Linked DNA regions of Hordeum vulgare: region 1 is linked to region 2. The links are chromatin contacts, called in public Hi-C maps. All regions are on one chromosome and are shown on one strand. The core of a region is the stretch at or near the end of the contact, and the rest is flanking DNA. Distances in the headings are between cores, read along the strand shown.

Region 1 (6,014 bases), core at 2,734-5,233, 360 kb before region 2:
CTCCCTCCGCTGCTGCCGGAGGCGTCGTCGGGCAAAGCCCGCGTGGCGTGGCGGCGGCGGGGTTCCCGGTGGTTTCGGCCATGGATGTGCAGGCGGCATCAGCCGCCATACCTACAGCCGCGGCGAGGCACGACGACAACGTTGGAGGCGCGTCAGTGACAGGTGACCGGCAGCAGGCGGTAGATAGCGGCGACATGGAAGATTGGCTCGATCTGGACGCGTGGTTAGGAGGGATCGATTTGCATGTTTTGACGTAGGTCGATGGCAGAAGATTTGTTGTTCCTGCTCCGAGTGGTCTCGCGTCGTCGGGGCCTGCGAGGCTACAAAATAATGGCGGCGGTCCTGTTCCTCTTACGTCAAGAAAAAGATTTGCCTGACGCATGTCCTTCTGATATGGCTGGAGTGTCGGGTTCCGGAAGGCTCCGCTGGCGAACTACCATGGGTGTGTTATGCCTGGAGACTGCTGGATCAGGTGAGGTTCGTTCGTGCCCATTGGTCCTCTGTATAAGAGGGAGCGGCGCGAAGCTCTGCTATATGTTTCCATCGTGAGTTATGTTTTGCTCCATGGTGAGGTCACATGCAGAGAATGTCATGGAAGCCGATGTTGGAGGACTCGTAGTGGTGATTGGAGCCGACGGCGGTGAGGAACTTGCTTGGAGATTCAGGATTCGTAGCAGTGGTATGTAAGTGGGGGGCGACAATATATGTGAATGTTCAACGTCTTACCTTTCAGGATGAAAATTCAAGGCCTGACCTTAATTGGTTGTGTCTGACAATGACTTTGTTGAAGGCATTGTTTTGAGAGCAGAGACTATCTTTAGGGTGAAACCAAGATCTACGATCGGGTGACGACGACGCTTGTGAATCGTTTCCTTCTTTGAGTCGTCGCTTTTAGAGAACTTGGACTTCAGATATTGATTTGGTGGTGGTTATATTGTTGTTGCAAGGACTGAAACTGTGTAGCGGGGCTTTCCATTTTTAGCTTCTTTTTTCTTTTTTCACTATGCGCAACCATAATGCCGCTACGGTATTGCATTATTGCAGAGCCTGGATATAATTGATATCTTTATGGTATTAATATATTCCCTTTATCAAAAAATGGACACCCACAATGTGAGCAACCAAACATATGATGATGGGTTTTTATATGCACATGATTAACCAGGCCCTAAAGAAACGAGTATGCAAATTGTAAACGATGTGAACAACCAAACGCATGCACAAGTCTGACCGCAGCGAGTGGTGATGCTATGCCGCGCAGGTGCGTGCCTCTGCTAATTTTCAGTCTAACAATATCATTTTTGTTTGATCTTCTTATCGATAGGCTGATTCGTGTTCTTTCTTAATAAACAGGAGAAGTTTCTGCTGGTTGCTTGAAAACAAATTGACCAAAAGTTGGCCACAATTTTGACAACCACATACCTTCGTTCCTTCGAATGTCATATCTCTGCTTGAACTGCTAAGAACATCTATAACCAGATGGCTCAAACGATCTCTCATACATAACGTACTTCGGTCAAGAAAAAAAAGAGAAAAAAATGATCTAACTAGATCCATCATATCATCTCTATACATCCGGTCAGTCCGCGAATCTTCATATTAAGGATAAATATAAAAAGAGTATGAGGAATTGCAGATACACCCGAGCGCGTCACGTCAGTCCGTCACGTAAGACGCAAGCTCATCCCTACCTTTTTTCATTCTTTTTTTTTTCTCTTTTCGTTTCATTAATTACATGTAAATGATCGGACATATGAGAAAAAAATATATTGTTATACGGACGGATAAATAGAAAACACGTCGGCCATTGACCGGGTTTGTATGTGAAATTTTTAAGAGATCATATTTGTTATATGCGGGTGTGGATGCTTAAAAAGCATAGGTCCAAAGCACCGCTATGGCTGAGAAAGAATCCAGCCGGGCGACATGGATGGCCCAGAAACGGTCAAATGATCAGCTACGCCGGTATGCTGTTGGTACGTCACCGATGGAGGAATGGATCGGATTCTTCTGCCTCGATCTTCAAAACGGATGGTGCAAGAGATTTGGCAAAAAGGTCTCTTGTTGCGGACCGGTGGAGAGAAAGGCGATCACAATATCTGCAGGCTTTTTAGCCATCTAGATGCATGCTAGGTCTGGTCTTGGCCTGATGGCCTCCATGCGCCATGCATATAGTCCATTGCTTTCGTCTGAGAACGGTCATAGAGTGCTGCCAATAGTACTCTAGCTTTTTTATAAACGAACTTACTAGTGCATCTTGTCCATGTCCCAACCACTATACCGCTATGCCCCGAGCGTATGGTTATGCCTAGCTACGTACGTATATTTGTCCTTTGGTTGGCGTCCAGCCTTGTCCGTCGGTCGCCGGCTCGTCACACGAGGTTGAGGCTCATGATGCAGAAATTGATGATGGTAACTTTGCCAATGAAGGGGGCTAGACGGATGCTTCTTTTTGGTAGAACATGAGGTCTGTTCATTGATTTTAATCCCTTTACCTTTTTAACATTAGTGTTTGATATATGGGGCTGCTACGCCTGTGTTTAGTAAACATCCGTCACCTCAACAACCGTTCGATCTATACGTACACTCGTTTGATTCTTGTTCGATCCGGGCACAGGCTTAGGCCGGCAACGAGTGATTCCTGAAACGACGATCGAGTTGCAGAAACATTTGCTTTGTTGTAAAAACTAAACTTTGGACCCATTAATCCCTGAAACAAAAGTCGAGTTCCAGAAACAATCCTTTTGTTGCAGATTTGTTTTCCTTCGTCTTTCTACAACAACGGCCGTATTGCAGAAATAAATCCTAAAAGAACAAACGGGTTGCAGAAACAATTTCTCTAACTCCTGAAACAACAACCGCGTTACAGAAACAACGACCGTGTTGCAGAAAAACTAAAGAGGAAATGAATGGCTGCAAGATTAAAGGAGAGGGAGAGGAAGCAGAGGGACGAGCGACTGGTGGCGCGGGGGTTTGGGAGGATGGAGGCAGGGAAGGGCCGGCGGGAGGATGGAGGCAGGGAAGGGCCTACCCCCGCCATCGCGTCGCCGCCGGCGAGCGTCGAACCTCTGACCAGGTCACCTGGCTGCCATCTCCTCTCGGCAAAGCTGAATACCATTGATGCGTAATGGAGAGAGATTGCAGAAGAGATAAGATGAGGGAGAGAGACATCCGTGGTCCAATAACGCCACGTGTCGATCGAAGGAGGTGGCGGATGTTCCCCGCTCGATCTGTCGGTTGAGGGATAGACTTTTTCTTGATATACGCCTAAATAAGGAACAAATAAAACAAAGTTGAAATTTTATAACAAAAAAGAGTATGCTCGCGTATTAATTCTTCTATTATGTGAATTGTTTAAAAATTGGGGCCACATTTCGATTTTCGTTCGGGGCACCAAATTTCTGAAGATGACCCTGACTTCAATACTATGGAGAAACACACTTTATTCGTAGCATCAGGTCCAGGTGCTACCGCCAAAGGCTATGGCGGTAGCCACTTGCCACATTGACAGCCTACCGTGGTTGGTTGATGGTAAAAAGACGTCAAATCTGATTATTACTCCCTTCGTTCTTAAATATAAGATTTTTTAGAAATTTTAATATAGATTAGATATGAACCAAAATAAGTAAATCTACATCCTAAAATATATCTACGTATATCTGTATGTAGTTTATAATAAAATCTCTAAAATATTTTATATTTAAAAACAAAGGGAGAATTTTACAAACGGAACTCGTGCTAAACTTTCTCATAAGGGTCAAATAGTGAGTTTGGCCTTGGGGCGTCAATTCTCAAAGGTGTCTCGTAGGGAGCGATTCTGCACGCGATTTCTTTTCCGTGTCAATCGGCAGGGAGAAGTCCATTCTCAAACCGAACAAACGGAGACCTTTGCTTCGTTTCGGATAGCAGGACGGGATAGAGAGGAGAAGACGCTCGACAGTTGACGCCGACAACGGCGGCACGCGCTGGGCAGTAGTGTGATCTTTTATTTCGCCACGCGCAACCTGATCCTTTTTCGGGAACACGTGGCTCGCGAGTCTCCACACCGCAGTAGAGTACAACGTGCGGTCCAGCGCAAAATATAAGCGATAGTGTGGCTTTAATCCAGTTCCATGTCACCAGCAAAAAGAAAATGTCGGCATGCACGAGGAAAACGCGCTGGTTTGTGCTAATCTAGGTGACATTGACATGTAAGCAAAGCTCGCTCCCAGTTTAACGCGTCACTCACGCGACGCGTGCTTCTCACTGCGTGAAATACTGGGACAGAATATCTCACTGAACTTTGTTCAGTAGAAGTGCTACATCATTTGCACGCGGTCTCAAAAGCCATGCTTGCAGGGAAAATCAGACTCAAACTGTACGTGCTTGTTGTGATTCGAATGTTGCTGACCGAGAGGCAAAGTAATGTTATTGCAGGCATGCCAGGGACGTCAATGCCGGCCATCCGTTTACTTTCCATGCATGCGTGCGGATGCGATAAGATTGGCAGATATGTTGTGACGTGGAACTGACAAAGCGCCCCCTAAAAGTTCTTTCCTATCTATTTAGATTAAAACGAGAGTGATGAAACTGCGTCATCTTTATTGATGATGATATCTTATATACTTATCCAAAAAGATGTCTTCAAGGGGTGTCTGTACTGTTACAATTAAACACGCATTTTAATTAGAAGGAAATCTCCCCTTTTTAACTTCCATACGGTTGCAACCCCAGAGGCGGCTACCCCCTCTGGCGTGGCTCCCCATGGTGGAGACGACGGCAGGACCATAGTCGCGGCCCTGGCCGTCGAGCCAAAACGGCAACGAGGTGGTTACGTGATTTCTCGTGGTGGAAATCGGTTGGGAGAAAAGAGATGGAATCTCATCTCTTCACGAGTTATACACTTTAGCCCTTGCGGCTTCGTCTATTTACATAATAGGCCTGTGTGTATATGCCTCGCGACTAATTCGTGAACGTTTCAGGATAATTCAACATGGTCAAACTCTTAGTGCTATTCATTAGCACTTGTCATCTTTAGATCATGTATGCATAAATATGCAATTAACCTATTTTCTGTTGAGTTTTAAAATTCCAGAAATGTGTATATGTGTTTGCTATTGCAATGCCCTATACAACGACATTGTTTATGCGATTGAGATTAACTTTTCTCGCATAACAATATTGATTTGCGATTGAGAAATATATATTTTCTCGCTAAATAATCTTATTGCGATTGAGGGTTAATTTTCTCTCGCAAAATATTAATTCACCCTGCTGAATTATCTTGCAACTTGATAAAAGAACATCTCATTTAATTTGAGGTCTTCACAATTGAAGTTTTTCACTTAAGCATCAAGTTTGCAACATCATTACTATTCATTACAATAGTAGTGTGTTTCTGTTGACTACCGAGTTATATTCCAGATCTTAAGTTGATGTAATATATTTTCACGTTTATCACGTGTTGAGATTAATTACGTCCATTTGCAATAGAGATTTTTAATGTCTTGCAAAGATAAATTCAGTACCTCTCCAGTACTTTTCTTCGTTTAGTACGAGGTATTCCAGAATATTTCTATGATGTATTTATTTCCATGTTAAACGCATGTCGAGATTAATACGTCTATTTGAGTTTGAGATTTTCAATTTCTTGCAAATACATATGCAAAATTCAAAGTGATTTCTTCAATTTTATGCTTGGAATCACAAGGTAGTCATATGGATCTACTGCCTATGCAGATTATCGATGACTATTGATAAAGCTTACATTTTCTAGTTTTGACATTATGGTTACTTTACAAAGTGCTCTCCGACACATTTTTCTAAGTCATGGCACAAGGCATTACGAGTGAGTATCTACTAATTTCATCAGATTATACTCCCTAGTGATGCGAGATCCACTCCATTTTGAAGATTATCTTCAAGGTGTCATACTTTGCAATTTAAGATTCACATTAATGGTTTCAAGATAACTTCATAAAATACCCATTAATTTTGCTAAGTTCATTACAACATCAACCATCATGGTTTTTAAT
Region 2 (5,621 bases), core at 208-2,707:
TCTACTCCCTCCGTTCCTAAATATAAGTTTTTGTAGAGATTTCACTAGTGGGCTACATACGGATGTATATAGACATACTTTAGAGTATATATTCAATCATTTTGCTCCGTATGTAGACCCTTAGTGAAATCGCTTAAAAGACTTATATTTAGGAACGTACATGTTATTCTGACCAAGAGAAAACAAAGGTCACTGATCACAATTCACCACACCCAGCAGCTCATCATCACGTCACATGGGCCTCCCAGCCAGCATGAAGGCCTTGAACACAAGCTTCCTGGGCACCGTCGGCAGATCCCCCCACCCCTCTTCCATCTCCTTCATCACATCCTTCACCAGCGCCTCCAGGTCCACCCCTCTCTCCCTGGCCGTCGTCGCGACGGAGCCGGTCATCACGAACCCGGCCAGGTCCTCCAGCGTCATCTCCGCCTCCATGTCGACATCGGCCGGCTCGCCCTCGCGGCCCACCCCGACGGGCTCGAAGGGGAACGGCAGCTCGTGGTACCGCTCCATGGCCAGCCTCGTCCTCGGGTCCATGTACGGCCGCATGGCCGGGTACAGCGTCCCCTGCAGCTTCTCCCCGAACGGGTGGATGTCGTAGTTGTACCCCCACACGGCGAGCACGCCGCCGGGCTTCTTGAGGGCGCGGTTCACCACGGCGTAGAAGAGCGGGACGTCGAACCAGTGGATCGCGGTCGCCACGACGACCAGGTCCAGGGAGCCCTCGCCGCCGACCAGCGCGACGAGCTCGTCCTCCGGGAGGCCCTCCGGCGTGTGCAGGTACCGCACCTTGGGGTGCGCGATGGCGTGGCGGAGCTGGCCCTCGCTCACGTCCGTCGCCACCACGCCGTCGTAGTGCTCCGCGATCTGAGGAGGAGGGAGGGGGGTTCGTTTTTTCAGGTGCTCGCTCGACTCATCTCAGAGTTCAGATCAGACAAACAGACGGCGTGGCTTAAAGGGTTGGAGGCTTACGCTGACGGAGGCCTGGCCGCTGCCGCAGCCGGCGTCCCAGGCGCGGCGGTGGCCGGCGGTGAGGGAGGCGAGCTTGGAGAACCACTCCTCGGGGTACCGCGGCCGCTTCTCGGCGTACGTCTCCGACGGCTTCTCATACAGCCCCGCCATTCTTGTGCTCTGCTATCAACCGTCGGTCTATAAAGTGCGAATTGCAGTTGAAGGGCTGGATCTGGATGGAATTTATAGACTATTATCACGGAGGTCAGAGTCAAAGTCAAAGTCAATGTGGTCACATGATCCATATAAAAATGTAGCCATGAATTATCCACTACAGTAGGAATCTAGGATTCAGAATTGTAAACTGCAGCAATTTGTTTCTCAGACTTTACACTGCCACGTATCCATTGGAACGCATCACATCTGAATGAAACCTGTGGGTTTCGGGTATAAAGCAGGTCAACCAGACGTATGCGACTTTGCTTACTCCAGCTTGTGTGGTGCACACCATTTTTGCTTCGCCAACATGATTGTATGCACCGAACTGAACTATCTGAGCATCCACAATATGCTTCAGCACCCATAAGACCATATCTAACAAACACTGTAAAATCACGACATGTAAACGTGTACCGTTTTACAATTCGATAAAGTAAGGTTTTACGGGACGAAATGTTGCGTTGCAGACCCTGTATATGAAATTATAAAATTTGAAGAAAAAAGTGCTCGCGGGAAGCAACTACTACATCATTCATCGAACATAGGCATGGTTATTGTAAAAATTACATCAGTTCTTCATCAAACTACATTAGTTCGGCATACTACTACTAGGGGGAGGGTCTGAGGGCCGTGCAACGTACCCGACCCAATGCTACCAAAAAGGACGGGTGCGGCGACGACGGCGCGGCGGAGGAGCAGGAGGAGCTTACTCCTCATCGGAGGTGGAGTCGAGGTCGATCCACATCTTGTCCTGCTCGGCCTTCAGGATGCGCAGGTCCGCCTCCTTGGACACACTCGCCTGCGACGCCGTGACCCCTTGCTCGAGGAAGATCTGCTCGATCTCCAGCTAGCGACGGTTGCGCGCGGCGTCCTCCACCGCTTCCCTCACCGAGCGCTCCATGATGGCGCATGAGGTGATCCTCCCACCCCGAGGGGGGAGGTAATCCTCGGGGTCGATGACCCCTCCACGCAGCTCGTCGACGTCGTCCTCGAGCTTGACGGCGAGCGGCCCAAGCTCCTCCGCCCTTCTCCTCACCGGAGTTATGGTCCGCGAGGACGACGCGCCCGCGAACGAACTCCCAGCAGCAAAGGAGCCGACGCGTCGAGCCGCGAGCTCGTACGCCTCGAGCTCGTGACGCTCGAAAGCCTGCGGCGGCCGGAGGCCATACTTCAGCCACCTCCGGGATCCCGGCTTGCGTGCGGCGTCGGAGACGCGGCGGCGACGACGCTCGGCGTCATCCCCTCCATTTCCATGGCCGTCCATGGTCGGGACAGCCCGCTGGTGGTTTTTTTGTCTCGCCGACGACGAGAAATTAGGGCGGAGTGGGTGTTTGAATCGCGGCGGAGCTACGGTGATGGAGGTTAGGGTTCGACCCGTAAACGCGCTGTAAAACCATATATATGCCGGCTCGAGGGGTCTTTTTGCGGGCCGCGGTAAAAAATTTACGGGCCGAACATACGAGACAGGGTCTGTTCTAACCACTAAAACAGACCAAACCCGTATACTGGCCGGAATTTTGCAGGTTCGACCCTTTTACGGTGTCTACTAGGATGCTCTAAGTGAGAACACTTCAAGATGCTTAAACATTACAACAACACATGCATTAACTATTTAGTACTCCCTTCGTTCCTAAATATAAGTCTTTCTAGAGATTTCATCTAGAGACTACACACGAAGCAAAATGAATGAATCTATATTCTAAAATATGTTTATATGCATCCGTATGTAGTCTTCTAGTGAAATATCTAAAAAGACTTATATTTAGGAACGGAGAGAGTATTTGGTTCATTGGTTATCTACAAACTAATGGCTTGTTTTGACTACAGGTTTACAACAGGCAGTAAAAGATATAAGCACCGTAACAACAGGCGTCACATAACACTCTCCTATAAATGTACAAGTTTCTACGAGCAACGTTTACTGCACAAGGTAATTGTACAGCGGACGAAATGGGGCATCAGCAGACTGCAGAGAGGCTGTTGTTGGAGATCGGGGACAGTGGGACTGGCATAGCGAGCACAGGATGCGGGCCTATGTCCTGCTATGTGTGAGCATCCAGGATTTATACAGGTACTGAAGACACCCCTTGAACACCGCATGCTCTCAACCTGTCATGATGAGAAAAGCAGAAAACCCAATTGACAATTTGGAAACACAGGAGAGTTTTACTGAACAATCTTGTATCGAATTAGTTTATTTATTGACTTGGAACCCTTTATCTATGTTATTAAGCATTGGGCATGATGATGGCAACAAGAAAGGTGATGTATTATATGACAAGTAGCAGTATATGTAAGAATGAGAAAATATACCTACCAGTTACAAATAAGTTCCATTTGGCAAGATGCGCCGCCATTCTTTACAGCCGTGTAAGTAGAGGTGCACATGTACATCAGTTGGGAAAGAAATTTCCCCTTTCATGCTGTGTGAACAATTCATCAGAGAATTCTCTGCATAATATCAGCTTCTTTTCCTGGAGCAATCTGGTAATGCAGCCGTGAACCTTCGGGAGTTCCCAAAGGCGCACCCGTGCAGGAGCAGTTGTCAACCATAAAAAGCTCCCATTTCTTGATACCACATTTCTCCAAAGCAGAGTCCAATCTTGGGTTGTCCCCATCAGGATAAGACCCATCAGGGGTAACAAGCACTGCTCCAGTGTATGATTGTCCAGCAGCCTGAGCAGCTCCATGGTAATGGAACAGACCCCAGCTGAAATCATCCGAAACATCGACAACTGTCCAAAACTCTTTTGAAACCACACCATTATCCAGCACACTGAAATAAAATGTACCAGGGATGCTAGCTCTTTTCACTCTGTACTTTCTACGCCTCCAAACCAGCTTCCCTTCCAGGGTCCTGACCTGAAAAATTGGCTCATACCAAAATGAACCTTTAGCTTTCCCTCTGTAGAATAATTGATACTGGCATGGGAATTGGTCATATGCTGGATTTTGTCCAGCTACAACTCTCCAACTCCACTCCAAGCTGTCCAGCCAACCGACAAACAAATCTTCCGCAACTTCATGGCTAAGCTTTTCTTCTCTGAACACTGATAGCGGGGTTACAGAGGGTTTACTAGGGATCTCAGCATTGAGCTCAAGACAGTTGTTCTTTTGCAAAACACAGAGAGAAAAAGCCTCTAGATGCGGACTCTCGTACGATGCAATGCAGCGATAGTTGCAGACCTGGTCAGTTGGAGAGCAAGAATTCAAGCACTGAATGGCTTTCCTACAGTCGGGATCAAACAAGCAATTCAGTATTTGAGGACCGCAGTTTTTTATCATACAGCCTAGGGTAGAGAGACCTTTTGCCCTAAGGTTTTTCAGCATAGCGACCGGTCTTATGTATGCATTAACCACAACAAGCAAGCAAAACCTAATGTCATCTGAGTTGTGCCTTTCCCAGGCATTGGATATCGTCTTGAGAACTTCAGTTGATTCCTCTGTTCCACTTGGTTTTCCAACATTGATTAGCTTGCCAAAGAAGTCCTGCTCTCCAGTGTATTGAACAGATGTGCCTCCTAGCTTGTTTACTAAGGACGGAGATGACTGAAAGCAAAGTACATTCGGGATGTTCTTACTGTTTTGTGTAAGCCACTGAACAGACTCCTGGCCTGTTATTGCAACATTGACTAGCATATCACAATGAGACAATTCTTTCCTAAGATCATCATGGTCAATCGACTTGTCAGTGAACACAAGCATTTCAAACCCTTCATCAACCCACTTCAACCTATCAGCCTAATGAAAAACAAAGATGCAAGATTATACTAGGCAGTAAACTGATTTGTGAGACTGTATAAATTAGCATCTACTCCCTCAGTTCCTAAATATTTGTCTTTTTAGATATTTCACTACGGACTACATACGGATGTATATAGACATAATTTAGAGTGTAGATTCACTTATTTTGTTCCGTATGTAGTCCGTAGTTGAATCTTTAAAAAGACAAATATTTAGGAATGGAGGGAGTAGATTCTAGTAATGCCAGCACATAGGTTTATCCTCAAAAGAAATAAGGTGTTGCACTTGATTTTTTATTGAAGGAAAGCAAACGAAAAGCCGAAAACTGCACAGGTCATGCTCACCTGCAGAAATGTATCTGAACCGTAGCACTCCATATATTATTCAATAATAAACAATTTAAGCATTTTGAACCGAGATGATGATACTAGTCATATGCTTCATAATTCAAGGATTAGCAACTGAGGCCAAAACAACAAGTTCAAAGTTCAAACATTAGCAGTGTCCAAACTGAAGCTGTTGATCCTGTTCAGACAGTGCAGATGGCACTAATTGTTTACCGTATGCAAAATTGTGAAGTATGCGCAGCAGGAAATCGGTAAAATCACTTCACATTCCAAAGTAACACTCACAGGGCCGCAAAGTTTTTCCCCCCTGCGATCGTTTCAGAACGTGGGAGGGGCGAACTGATGGGTTAAGAGCGAGGC

What was found. Hi-C and Micro-C count contacts between places; a contact is called where the count stands out from the background.
Region 1: a contact with region 2 is called in a Hi-C map of leaf, with 5 times the contacts expected there. The contact joins the enhancer-like site here to the promoter of LOC123444278 in region 2. A contact is called at or near these places in 2 of 6 Hi-C or Micro-C datasets (leaf and seedling).

What each region holds. Positions count from the first base shown.
Region 1 is chr3H:463,742,905-463,748,918 of MorexV3_pseudomolecules_assembly, reverse strand. No RefSeq gene overlaps it. Among protein-coding and RNA genes, the nearest start is that of LOC123444280, 140 kb to the right of the region's middle. Within about 2 kb of position 3,983, at least 2 of the 3 cell types and tissues checked have open chromatin away from gene starts, as enhancers often do. A contact at or near this core is called in leaf, where this site is marked.
Region 2 is chr3H:463,376,766-463,382,386 of MorexV3_pseudomolecules_assembly, reverse strand. LOC123444278 (putative methyltransferase DDB_G0268948) reads right to left here and starts at 1,457. Exons shown (of 2, transcript XM_045120956.1): 1 at 973-1,457; 2 at 125-867. The coding sequence starts at 1,122. The coding sequence ends at 232. It overlaps LOC123444277 (violaxanthin de-epoxidase, chloroplastic), which reads right to left. Exons shown (of 3, transcript XM_045120955.1): 2 at 3,488-4,911; 3 at 2,914-3,279. The coding sequence ends at 3,610.